Regions from separate parts of the Sus scrofa genome. Here region 1 is linked to region 2. Evidence: chromatin contacts called from public targeted proximity ligation data. All regions are on one chromosome and are shown on one strand. The core of a region is the stretch at or near the end of the contact, and the rest is flanking DNA. Distances in the headings are between cores, read along the strand shown. Region 1 has its middle 360 kb from the start of MYC. Region 2 overlaps LOC102158034 (a long non-coding RNA gene).

Region 1 (6,889 bases), core at 1,506-4,005, 950 kb before region 2:
AAAATGCTGGCCAAGGGATGGATCAGCTCCACTCTCTTCATGGTTTCTCCACAACTCTTCCATGTGAGGGAGATGCCTGCTAAATTTGGAAATGATTGGGAAGCCTCTTCTCACTTTTCCATACGGCCCCCATTTCTAGCTCTAGTCCTGGGGCTTCTGCTTGAGAGAACATTACCCTGGGCTAGATCTGTCTCCTGAAGGACCTGGTCCCTTTGGCTAGAACCATCCTTCCCCATCCAAGAGGAAATGGGGCAGGCCCAGGAGGAAATATGTGTCCAAATTGCATGAGTCAAAGGGACGTGTGAAAATGACCAACATTATTTTAAAAGATATGCTCTCTCCAGAGGAGGAAGGCATTTGCTTCTGCTTCCCTTTTCTTTCTTTTTTTTTTTTTTTTCCTGTTGAGAGTGGGTAGAAGTCTTTCAGAGATTGTGTTGGACCCAACTAATAACATTCTCCAAAACATTCTCACTAATATCACCCCTTGAATATTAGTGTCAAAAATCAAACTAGGCAGGGGCACCTGGAGTAAATAGTAAACATTCCTTTTGGTCACCTTCCAATCCCACTTTGACACTAATATTTAAGGGGTGATATTAGTGAGAATGTTTTGGAGAATGTTATTAGTTGGGCTCAATCCAGTCTGGGGATTTTTGGGGTACAACAAATGCTGCATGGATTTTCACTTTATAGATTCTTCCCTACTCACCTCCCCCAAGATATTTACAGTGGAATGTAATTCTAATTAGAGTCGGGGGCATAGTGCTTTAGACATAGTAGGAACATATTTGCTGTTGATTGACTTACTTCAATTGTATTCTTGCTGGTCATTTATTTATTCATTTGCTCATAATCAAAATATGTGGAGGTGGTTCTATTTGCCAGGCACTACACTCTGTGTTATGTATCATTGTGGACATAAAAGAGGAAGCTATCGCTTGTCCTGCGGCAGGGACAGGTTTTCAGCAGAGGAAATACTTGAGAAGGGTTTCAAAGTAGGAATAGGAGTTTGCTGGCCAACCGTGGGGGAAGAGCAGTTCATAAAGGAGAGGCACCAATAAACAACATAGGAAATACAGGAAGAGGGAACTAGATCATGGGGTTGAAAGAAAGTCATGACCTGGACGGACTGACTGACTCAAGTTGTCCAGTATGCACAAAATTATAAATACTCATTAGAGAAAGTTCTCCTTTTGCTCTGAGTTCCACTAAGACACGGACTTACTCCACAAAAATTTATTCGACAACTACTATGGGCTTTGCACTGTACTGCGCGCTAGGAATATAACACTCACAATTTCTCTTTGGCCATTTTCCAAAGGCTCAGTAAACAGTATTAAAGTTTAACTTGGCATTGATCACCATTTTCTTCAACCCATGACAAAACATTTTTTTTTTTTAAGGGACATCTGTTGTGAGGATGGCACTAGTTCTTATGTTCTAGATAATGCAAGGGAGCATCTGACCCGCTCTTGCATTGCCTTCTCAAAGTACACATCTAGATATCAGTGTGACTCACTGTTTTATCTATTAACAATATGTCAATAGGATCAAACTCCATCTTGTGATAGATAACTCATGAAGGCTATAATGATCAGCTCTTTTTTTTCTACAAGAGAGAAATGACTTGGTTACACCACGAGTTTTATAGAACGTGAGGGAGAAACATGGTGGCTGGCACCCAGACCAATGCCTCCGTAAATAAAATATCCATGTCACAGTCAGTCCATAACCAAAACGACAGTGGGGTAGGCCCTGAAGTCAGTGTTGTGACAGTCCCATCTCCTGCCCCCTCACCCCTCCACCCCCTCACCCCTCCCACCCCACCTCCTCCTCCCCAGCTCCAGAAGTTAAAGGGCAAAATTTCAATTTCAGACATCCTGCTTTTGGTCTTGCTCAGCTTGCCTGCCTGATGTCTTACCACCTATCAGTCTTCCAAAAAGAGACACTTCGCGGCATTCTAGAATCGCCTTTGGAACAGCCTTCTCACTTGGTACTCTGAATGTCTTTTTGGTTGACAAAACCCCAAACCCAGATGGGCAATTAGGGATTAAGGACACCATGGTTTGGGGTTTATTTCAGCTAATTGGCCTCCTTTGTGAAAGATCTGTGACAACTGGCCTGAATAATCCTCCCTCTTTAGCAGTAGTAAGTCTTCACCTTCTGTGTAGTGGGGATGTCCAAGGCTGTTTTGACTGGTGTATCCTACTGAGTTGTAAATCTGAAAAGGTATTGTAGACGCCCCATTGGTTGTTGGGAACAATAAACAGGATAAAGCCCCTGCGGTCTTGCCGTCTGCCTCTTCACAGTCAGCATTCAATTTAAGTTAGGTAATTTTATTTTCTAGAACCTGCGTATCCCTGACTCTTACACACAGCAGGATGCACGCAACGCCATTCTTCTCTGTAGCTGATGGCACATGGCTTGTGAGGCCTTCCTTTTTTTTTTTTTTTTTTTTTTGTCTTTTTGCCTTTTCTAGGGCTGCTCCCGTGGCATGTGGAGGTTCCCAGGCTAGGGGTCTAATCGGAGCTACAGCTGCCGGCCTACCCAGAGCCACAACAATGAGGGATCCGAGCCGCGTCTGTGACCTACACCACAGCTCACGGCAACGCCAGACCCGTAACCTATTGAGCAAGGCCGGGGATCGAACCTGCAACCTCATGGTTTCTAGTCAGATTTGTTAACCACTGTGCCACGAAGGGAACTCCAGAGGCCTTCCTTTTTTCTGGATGGGTTTTAGAAGTGGACAGGAGGAGGATGTGGTCTGTACACAGTTACTCAGAAGGCTCTGCCAACTATGAGTTCTTTGCTGGCTGGAGCACTCGGCTCTGAAACATGCTGCAAGATCGAAATGGGCTTTTGGGGCTGAGTTATGCTCTCAGTTACACTCGTGTGACAAAGATTGCTATCTTGACTCTTCAAGCCAAGGAGGGAGGGGTCTATGTGGGCAGGGGGCAGAACGGGGAATTAGATGTCCTTAGACGTGGCTCTTAGAGTTCTTCAGAAATAAGAGGTTATAGCCGGGTTTTGCTGGGGGGTCAAGGTGGGCGGAATGAGCTCATAAGCCAAGTACAAACCCAGACAAGGAGGAAGTGAATTCACATTCTTGCTTTCTACTAAGGCAAGAAAAACAAAACAAAACAAAACCCACCGACCTGTTCCCAAGAGCTCATTTTCCATCTCTGCTGGGCTCATCAGAGTGCAGCGCGAGTCTGCACAGAGGCCTTGGTGGGAGAGGGCTGGTGAAAGCTCACCTTTGGAGCCCCTGCCTTTTTTATATGAAACATGCCCCGGACTCTCCTGAGGGCCCCGCTTATGGTGGATGCAGCCTGCTGGGCCACAGAGGGAAACTGCAGGGGGTGTCCAAGTTCACATGGCCCACATTCCAGGGGAATGTTTTTGACATTGAGCAATAGAAGGGCTCTGCCAGGTTTGGGTCTGTCCGATTGGAATGCAACCGAAAAGGAAAGTCCCGGAGTGATTCAGATTCTCACCTCCCCACAACCTCTTCTTGTTTTTTTTTAATTCCTTTTAATTCTCTGATGACGAACTCAGCCCAGCACGCCTACTGACCCCATAGCCCTTGTTGGTGCTGATAAAAGTGCAACTGCCTGGGAGATAGGAATGTAAATCAGAATATTTTGTTGAGTCATGTGTACTCTGCGGCTCTTTCCCAAACATTGCATCAGACCCGTAATTGGCAGCTCCCAGGACTCTGCTGGGTGACATTGAATGTCCAGGAAAAGCTCAGTCCGTTTCTCGACAAAATGTACTCTCACTCACTCCATCTGCCTGGTGGTAATATCCTGTTCTTAAGAAAGCCGAACCCCTGGACGGAGCAGAGGCACAAACCGGTTTTGTAGATAAGTTTGAAAAATAAGACAATTGGCCTTTCCCACCCACTCGGGTCTCTTAGCAACAAGACAGCTGATGGTATCCACCCGGGGGGAATAAAGGCACAGAACATGTGGGGGAGCCTGTCTGAATTCCTGCCCGCCGTCTGATTTATTGAAATCTTCCTGCATTCTTGGGTGTGGAGACCCAGGAGCCACGTCATAAGAGCTTTCCCCTGACCTTCTCATGACCCCCGCAAATGAGCAGATAGAGGAAAAATCTCAGCATGGAATGGACATTTTTCCTCTGTGAGAATCTGCTTTATCTGAGGGGGCCATTTCCTTTGATCTGGGGAGTCACCATTTGAAAACTTGAATGTGTTTCTAGAGGGAGGCAGGCTGGGATGGGACTCTGGAGAGAGCATCAGACTTGGGATGGGGGGGGATGTCTGATGTCCCCGGTGCTCTCTCCCTGTGGGACCCCAGGCAGGAAACCCCTGTGCTCTCCCCTCCACCCAGCACTGGCGTTCTCAACTGCAAAGTAAGGATGCTGCATTGGATGCCTTTCAGCACTGAATCGGCGATGAGTGTCTCTGTGTGTGTGAGTGTGTGCATTTATATCAACTTTCTATTCTAACATGTGAGAATTACTGAGTGGTAGAGCAAGGCCGTGAGGCCAGATCTGGCAAAGTCGGAAGCCTGTATCCATAACCACTGTGCTCTCCTCGGGCTGTGCCCACAGAGGAGCCACAGCATGGGTATCTTATGTTGTATCTGGGGATTTTTTTTTATCGATATCTATGAGTCCATGGGAGTTGAGTAGACCTGGGATGTTGCAGAGGATTTAGGCTTTAAGTCAGAGGGATCTGGGTTCATATTCTTGGTCTGCCTCTTAATATTCATATGGCCTTGGGATGCTCAACTATGACATGGGAATAACAAATCCTATGTGTTGGAGTTCCCGTCGTGGCTCAATGGTTAATGAATCCAACTAGGAACCATGAGGTTGCGGGTTTGACCCTTGGCCTCAATCAGTGGGTTAAGGATCTGGCATTGCCGTGAGCTGTGGTGTAGGTGGCAGACATGGATCAGATCCTGTGCTGCTGTGGCTGTGGCGTAGGCCGGTGGCAATAGCTCTGATTAGACCCCTAGCCTGAGAACCTCTATATGCCATGGGTGAGGCCCTAAAAAGACAAAAGACAAAAGACAAAAGACAAAAAAAAACCACCACCAACAACAACAACAACAAAAAAAGTCTTGTGTGTGATCTAGTTGCTCCTAGGATTAGGGAAATGATGTCTATAAAACACCTGGCACGTGCCTGCTCCATAGAAAGTGCTCAGTAAAAAGGGGGATTGAGGTTGAAACATTGATTGATTATAGGATCCTTGATGGGGGGACTTGCCCTAATTATCAGGTAACCCCCACAAAATATCATGACACACAGGAGACAAGTGTGAGTGTTTGTCGAACCAAGGAGATGTGACACCCCTCCCCCCAAAGAGTGATGAATTTTATGATTTCATGCTCCTGGAACTTGGTAGGGCCCTGCATTTTAGAGCATTAAATCACAGCAGAGAGAACCAATATGATCTGGCTGTGGCTGGCTGTTTTTACATTTGAAGGTTCTTCAATCATGTTCAAAACATGAACATTTGCTTTTGACACTGTTTTGAACATTTTGGGGGGGCCATATATTGTCAGAGTGTTTCTCCCTCTGTCTTTCTCTGTCTCTTTCCTTTTTATTAAGCACTTACTATGTAGCAGGTACGGGGCCAGTTGTTTTACATTTATTATTTCAACTACATCCTCATAGCAACTGTGTCAGATAGGCTTTGTTATTCCCATCTCACAGCTGAAGATCTTGAGGTTCAGAAAGTGGGAGTCACCCAAGACCACTGTTAAGACCACAACTCATAAATGGCAGGGCAAAAATTTAAGCTCAGCTCCCTCTGACTATTCAATGGAGGTGAGGTAGGGAGGGAGAGAGATCAATCCCATCTTTAGCCTTGGTCATGGAGCCCAATCTTTTGGGGGAAAAAAGCCGTCAAATCTCTTATTAATACAAGGGAACTCTGAATGCTCACTGTATTCTGGAGGAAGGTGGACAATGAGAGACCCCAGGCATCCTAGCCGAGGGTATCGTGGACCAACCAACCAACATCTAGGCCGATCTGCCGGCTGATTGGAGACACATGAGTGAGCCCAGATGAGGTCAACCCCACCCAGCTCAGACAAGAAGAATGGCCTTGCTGACCTCCACAAGAAAGCTAAGTTTGAGTGTTTTGTTACAGATCCTTACAGATGCATCTACTGTCCTGTATAGCAAATCCACACTGGAAGGTAGTACCATGACCACATCCGATGACCATCAACACTAGCTAGAGAATTTTTTTCTTTTTATGGCACCCATGGCATATGGAAATTCCTGGGCCAGGGGTCAAATTGGAGCTGCAACTGTGGCCTATGCCACAGCCATGGCAACACCCGATCCGAGCCGCCTCTGTGATCTACGCAGCAGCGTGCAGCAATGCCGGATCCTTAACCCACTGAGTGAGGCCAGGGATCAAACCTGCATCCTAACAGAGACAACGTTGGGTCCTTAAACCCCTGAGCCTCAAAGAGAACTCTTAGAGATGTTAACACACTAGATCATGAGGAGAACGTTTCTGAGGACCTCCAAAATAAGGACTTAGGAAGCTTACTCTAGAAAGTAAGGTCACTTCTAAGAACATATGCTCTACCCCCTGAGGTTTGAAGTTAGGGGGGAGAAGTGGGACAAATTCTTTGTAACTTCTATGCTTGCAATTTTTATCCCATTGTAGCTATTCGTCCCATCACCTTCTGGTGGACAGAGTGTATGTTTTCTTGAGTACTACCTTTGAACTTGGGTTTGGATGTATAACTTGTTTTGGCCAATGAATTGTAGGCAGAAGTTAGAGCGTGCCTCCAGAGGACTTCCTTTTCTGTACTTCTGCTATCACCATGATAACAGAACCCCTCAGTTGGCCCACTGGTCCCAGACAAGGATGAGAAACATGTGGAGCAGAGCCCTC
Region 2 (6,350 bases), core at 2,744-5,243:
CTCAGATTCAATCCCTGGTCCGCCCGAACTTCCATATGCTGCAGGTGCAGCCAAAAAAGAAAATAATAACAACAAAAAGACCCCTGAAATTGTGGCTCAGTAAGTATGTTGTCTCTGGGGGCAGGATGCATACACATATACGTGCATGTATTTTTTTCTGTTTCTCTTGTTAACTTCGAATATGAAAAAAACAAAGATTATAAGAAACTTTGTTATTTTGATGAAGTACAGCAACTCTGCCAAGTCTGTTTTCTTTTTCCTTTCTTTACATTCATTGATTCATCCATTCATTTACATATTTTTTCAATTAAAGAATTACTCTTGAGAAAAGATCAGCTGGTGAGAATTGTTTTGTCCCCAGGGGGACATGTGCCAATGTCTGGAGATATTTTTGGTTTTCATAACTTAGTTCTCCAAGTTGCTACTGGAATAGTGGATGAAAGCCAGTGATGTGGCTACACATTGGGAGGGCACACGACTAGCCCCCTTCAAAGACACATGCAACCCCAAATGCCAGTAGTGCCAGGTCAAGAAATCTGCTATATATCTACTGTAACTCAAATACTGTCCATTGCCCTGTGTATCCAGAAGAAGACTGTCACTGATTTAAAAGAAAACATATATACAGACTACTGTATATAAAATAGACAATTAACAAGGACCTACTGTATAGCACAGGGAAATCTACTCAGTAGTTTGTAATAACCTATGTGGGAAAAAGGAATGGATATATGTGTATGTATAACTGATTCACGTTGCTGTACACCTGGAATGAATACCACATTGTAAGTCAACTATAGTCCACTAAAATATTTTAAAAAAATAAAAAAAAAGAGAGAGAGTACTGGTCTCATCCAAGGACAAGAAATATACACTTATATATTACATATACAATAGATACATATAATAGAGCTTTCCTTCTTTAATCTTTGCAGAGAAATAAACCTGCCTTGTTCATCTGTAGAAAGTCACAATGGTCATTTGAATCTAACATTTGAAATTTGAACCATTCAGGTCATCCAACAACCACTTTACCGTATGTCTCATCGTTGCCCGGCACAGTGCTGTGCCAAAAGAGAAGGTAAAAGAGAGAAATGATTCACCTTGAATGGATGCTTCCCATTTCTCAAAGCATCTTACCATGTGACCTCACAACTTCCCTTTAAGGTAAGGAGTTTGATAATTGGTGACCCAATCCAACAGGTAAAGAAACTAAGACACAGAGATAACACAGAGTATCTTCTAAAATTAAAGAGTTCTCTCCCTAATACACAAGCGAAGCCATGGCTTGTGTAAAACTGAAAATAAGAATTAGGGTGAAACCCATTAAATGGCATAGATATGTTTTATAGTTGCCTATCTGGAACCAAGAAGGAGGTAGAAGGCTGGATTAGCTCGTTAGCCTATTCAGGCTGCCACAACAAAAGACCATAGACCGAGCAGCTTATACACAACAGAATTTTCTCATAGTTCTGGAGACTAGGAAGTCCAAGATCAAGGTGCTGACAGATTCTGGCAGGTATGGTGTCGGGTGAGGGCCCCTGCTTCCTTGTTCCTAGACAGGCTTCTTTTTGCTATGTCCCCATGTGGCAGAAGTGAGGCGGGAGCTCTCTGAGGTCTTTTATAAGGATACGAATCCACTAACAGAGGGTTCATCCTCACGTCCTAACCCGCCTCCTGACACCATCCCGTTGGGGGTTAGGATTTCAGTATATGGATTTGGGAGAGACACAAGCATTCACACACAAGAGGGTGTGAGGAAGACACGCTCTTCCTAAGCCCTTCTAGGCAGGACCACCGTTCATAATTAGGACCAAGAAGAGCCCTAAAAGGTTTTCCCCATCTGGGCAGATTCAGTGGTCTCACTAAGCTAAGTGCACCGCAAAGAAGATGAACTCCATTCTTTGTGAGTTATTTCACAACATTTCATCATTTAAAATATACACAAAAAAAATTAAAAAAATAAAATATGAAAACCTATCATCTGGCAAGAACTTGAATGGCATCATCTAGAGAAAATTTGAATTAACTGATGTAGAATGAAATCTAAGATCAACCTAAATGCTCTATCTTTAAGTGCATCTTGCCTCTTGAAATAAATTAAACATTGAAATTCAAAAAAAATAAAAAATAAAAAAATAAAATATACACAAAAATATATTAAAATATTTTTTAATTTTTAAAAATGTTTTTTATTATAGTTGATTTTTAATGTTGTGCCAATTTCTGCTGTACATCAAAGTGACCCAGTCATGCATATATATATATATATATATATATACACTCCCTTTCTTATATTATCTTTCATCATGGCCTATACATAGTTTAGCAAATAGCATCCCTGGTTTTCATTCTGAGCCTTTAAGAGAAAGAAAAAGTCAGGCACAATTTCCCTGAGTTTGCTGAAGAAACTAAGGCTCTTAGAGGTTAAATGATTTGCCTGAGTCCACTAAGTGACATAGTTTGATGATTGTATGACTAGATCTTTTGCCACTTTTGTCCTAGAACATTCTGCTCTTTTAAAATCATCATCACTTTTCCTCCACCCTCCACCTTAATTTTCTCCAGAGGAGGGGGAAAAAGCACAAAACTCAAAGAAGTATGATACCTCTAGGGATTTTTCATGACTCACTAAAATAACTGGACAGATCCTCTGGGAAAGCGAGTCAGAGTAAATAATGTGGGAAGATCTTAGTCTTCCTCTGAACTGACTGGATAGGACATTCTCTGATTGACATTCTCAGATTCCCACAAGGAGAATAAAGCTCCTTGCCTCTCAACGATGGAACCCTGAGCTGAGAGGCATCTTTAACTTTTCCAAGAAAATGGAATCACTGCCACAAAGAAGTGGTCTTTGCTGCAAGGCACAACTGAGTCCATACAAGGTCCCCTGCAAAGAAGGCCCCCAGATGCCAGGTCTGGCTGTGGTCAAGTAGAATAGACACACTGCATTCCAGTCATTGTTAGGGTAGCCAGTCTTTAATTTCACTTCAAAACATTTTTATCAGACAACTAGAATTTGATAGATGAGGCACATATGATTTCACAATAAATGTATGTTTTGTGTTGAGTTGTTCATAATAACATATATTCCCTAGTGGAGTTTTGAGAACACAGAATATAGAATACCAATGGGCAAGTAAAACCATGCCCACGGGTCCTAAGACCATCTCTGATACAGGAGCACAATTCAACACTCAAGAGTTTGGAAGAGAGCGTGTTATCAGTAATACTATTATGCTTCTGAATAAGGGTGAATTTATTAGTTTATATAATAATACCAACAACTGAGTTTCAAAAAACTATAATAGCGCCAGAGAAAAGAATCAGACACAATTTTATTCTTAAGAAATAACTATTTAGGAGTTCCCGTCGTGGCTCAGTGGTAGGCAAATCCAACTAGAAACCATGAGGTTGTGGGTTCGGTTCCTGCCCTTGCTCAGTGGGTTAATGATCTGGTGTTGCCGTGAGCTGTGGTGTAGGTTGCAGATGCGGCTCGGATCCCACGTTGCTGTGGCCCTGGCGTAGGCTGGCGGCTGCAGCTCCGATTCGACTCCTAGCCTGAGAACCTCCATATGCCACGGGAGTGGCCCTAGAAATGGCAAAAAGACCAAAAAAAAAAAAAAAAAGAAGTAACTATTCAGTGCTATTAAAGTTACTGATTTAAGTACCTAATCAGTACAGTGTTCTGTGCTACATACAAGAGATAAAGAGTTTGAGAAGCAATGCCCATCCTCAAAGAGAGACTGATATATCCCTACGTACAGACCATGGGGCGATGCCATAGCAGTTGTTGGCACTGTGTGCTATTTTAGAACAAATGTGAGAGTGACCAGTTCTGCATGGGGGGCAAATCTGTGAAGAGAAATCCAACAAATGTTTGAGGCTGTGGGGATGGCCAGTAAAATCAATCAGCCTCGGTCCTGTTAGATGGTCTTCCAAACCCCAACTCAATGACCAGTGGCTGATTCAGTGACCACACAGACACACAGACTTACTTAACTGCCAGCCTGTTCTGGCTCAAGCTAGCTTCATGTGATGAATTTCCTTTTGCATTTAGTTCTCTTCTTCCATTTCACAAACTGAGGTCAGGAAACTGGTCCAGGATGTGATTAAGTCAACTCTTGAGTCTCACAAATTTCTCACAAGGAGGAAAGATAATTGCATGTGCAGGGAAAGATTTCTGGGTTCAAGGATAATAGTCTCAATGGAAACAGTGACAAAAGCTTTACTACTCAGACTTTGCTTCTTCCAGACCAGCTGAGCAAGAGATTTCTGACATTTAATGCTGGATGAGCATTATTTCCTCCAACTGATCAAGAATAATATAATATTACATGGCCTTATATAGTGAATCTTTGGTCTCTGGCCTCTCAGGATGAGTCAATTAAGCTTTACGTGATCCATCAATAAACAATACCAGGTCTTAACATTAGGCACTGGGGGATCAATAATAAAGAAACAATGATTCTTATCTTCAAATCTTGTCTAAAACATGGAAGAGACAAGTACCAAACTAGGTCTGATTCCAGAGTGCTAATGTGAGCCGAGGAGGCTGCCAAATTCTAGGTGCTGGACTGGAGGAAAGGGTAGGAAAGACTTCCTAGAAAAAGTAGCATCTAAGCTAAGCCCTGAAATTAAATGCAAGGGATATGTAGGTAAAGAAGGGTTAAGGAAAGGGGCATTTCAGGAAAGGAAGTAGTAAAAACTAAGGCTCTAAGCTCCAAAAAACAAGACCTTAAAGAAATTCAAAATAGATGTAACATAGGGAAGACAAAATATTGAGTCAAATTATAAAATGAAACCTTCAATCACTGCACAACTATAAATGTAATAAAATTCACTAATTTAAAAATAAAAAATAAAAAAATAAAATGAAACCTTCAAAACTATTAGCTTTTATCCAGTCCGTAACTCATTGTCAATTGCTTCTCTCTCCAATGAGAGAGAAAAAAGAGACAGGGTAGGAGAGGGACATTATTATTTGGATTCTTAAAAACAATATTGTAAAAAATCAGGGGAAAATGTGTAGCCAATATAAAATATTGAATAGAGGAATAATTATATTTTAACACAGTAAAAAAAAGAGAGAGAGAGAGATTGAGAATGGAGAGAGATAATTACAGAGTTATGTGCTGGCCAGGTCATACAGGTCAGATTTATTTTGAAGGCAGAAAAAACTTTGAAGGTTTTTAATAGGGTGATGAGAGAGAGAGAGTGTGTGTGTGGGGGTGTGTGGGTGTTGGTGTTGCTATTTTTGTTGCTGTTAAAGAGTACCCATAAGCTCCTGTTGGAAAGTGGGTTAGAGGAAGTGAAGATTGAAGTTAGAAACCAATTAGAAGGTTGTTTTGGTGGCCCAGAAAGGAAATGACAGAGTCTTGAAATTTTTTTAAATGGCAGTGTATTAAAAAACATTAGTACAATAAAGAATCTCTAAGGATTTGGAGAGAAGAATTGATAGTTAATTGAATGTTGGAGCTGAAGGAGAGGGAGGAATCAAGGCGAATATTTAAGCTTGGAAATTGGGCAGGTAACAGTCCTATTTATTAAAGACGGTAAAACTTGGTTTTTAATGGATTTTTTTTTTATATTTTTAGTACCCATAACAAATAAGTGATAATTTGCAGCCTTCGGGAACCAGAGCCCTGAAACTAAGTTATCTTTTCACCTGACATGAAGTCATCTAATTTAATACTGATTCCTTAAATATATACAAGGGAGGATGTCAGACACAAAAGGTCACATTGTGATTCAATTTATATATGAAATATCCAGAATAGGTAAGTCCATAGAAACAGAATCCAGGTTGGTGGTTGCCAAGAGCTTGAAAGAACATATTTTTCAACTTGATAGACATGACGGTTTCACAGCAATATGAATATACTAAGCACCACTGAATTGCTCACTTTAAAATGGTTAATTTTTGATACCCAAAGCAATCTACACATTCAATGCAATCCCTATCAAATTACCCATGGCACTGTTCAGAGAACTAGAAAAAAGTTTTAAATTTGAATGGAAACACAAAAGACCCCAAAGAGCCAAAGCAATCTTGAGAAAGAAAAACAAGAACTGGAGGAATCAGGCTCCCTGACTTCAGACTATACTACAAAGATATAGTCACCAAAACAGTATAGTACAGGCACAAAAACAGACATATAAATCTATGAAACAGTATAGAAAGCCCAGAAATAAATCCATGCACACATGGCCAAATTAATCTACGGCAAAGGAGGCAAGAAAAGTGGACAAAAGACAGTATCTTCAATAAGTGGTGTTAGGAAAACTGCACAGCTACACATAAAAGAATGAATTTTAGAACATTCTCTTACACTATTAACAAAAATAAA

What was found.
Region 1: a targeted proximity ligation map of alveolar macrophages shows a contact between it and region 2. A contact is called at or near these places in 2 of 2 datasets of targeted methods (alveolar macrophages and skeletal muscle).

Annotation. Positions count from the first base shown.
Region 1 is chr4:12,096,872-12,103,760 of Sscrofa11.1, reverse strand. No RefSeq gene overlaps it. Among named protein-coding and RNA genes, the nearest start is that of MYC, 360 kb to the left of the region's middle.
Region 2 is chr4:11,151,879-11,158,228 of Sscrofa11.1, reverse strand. All of the region lies in intron 2 of LOC102158034 (a long non-coding RNA gene), which reads right to left. Among named protein-coding and RNA genes, the nearest start is that of FAM49B, 680 kb to the right of the region's middle.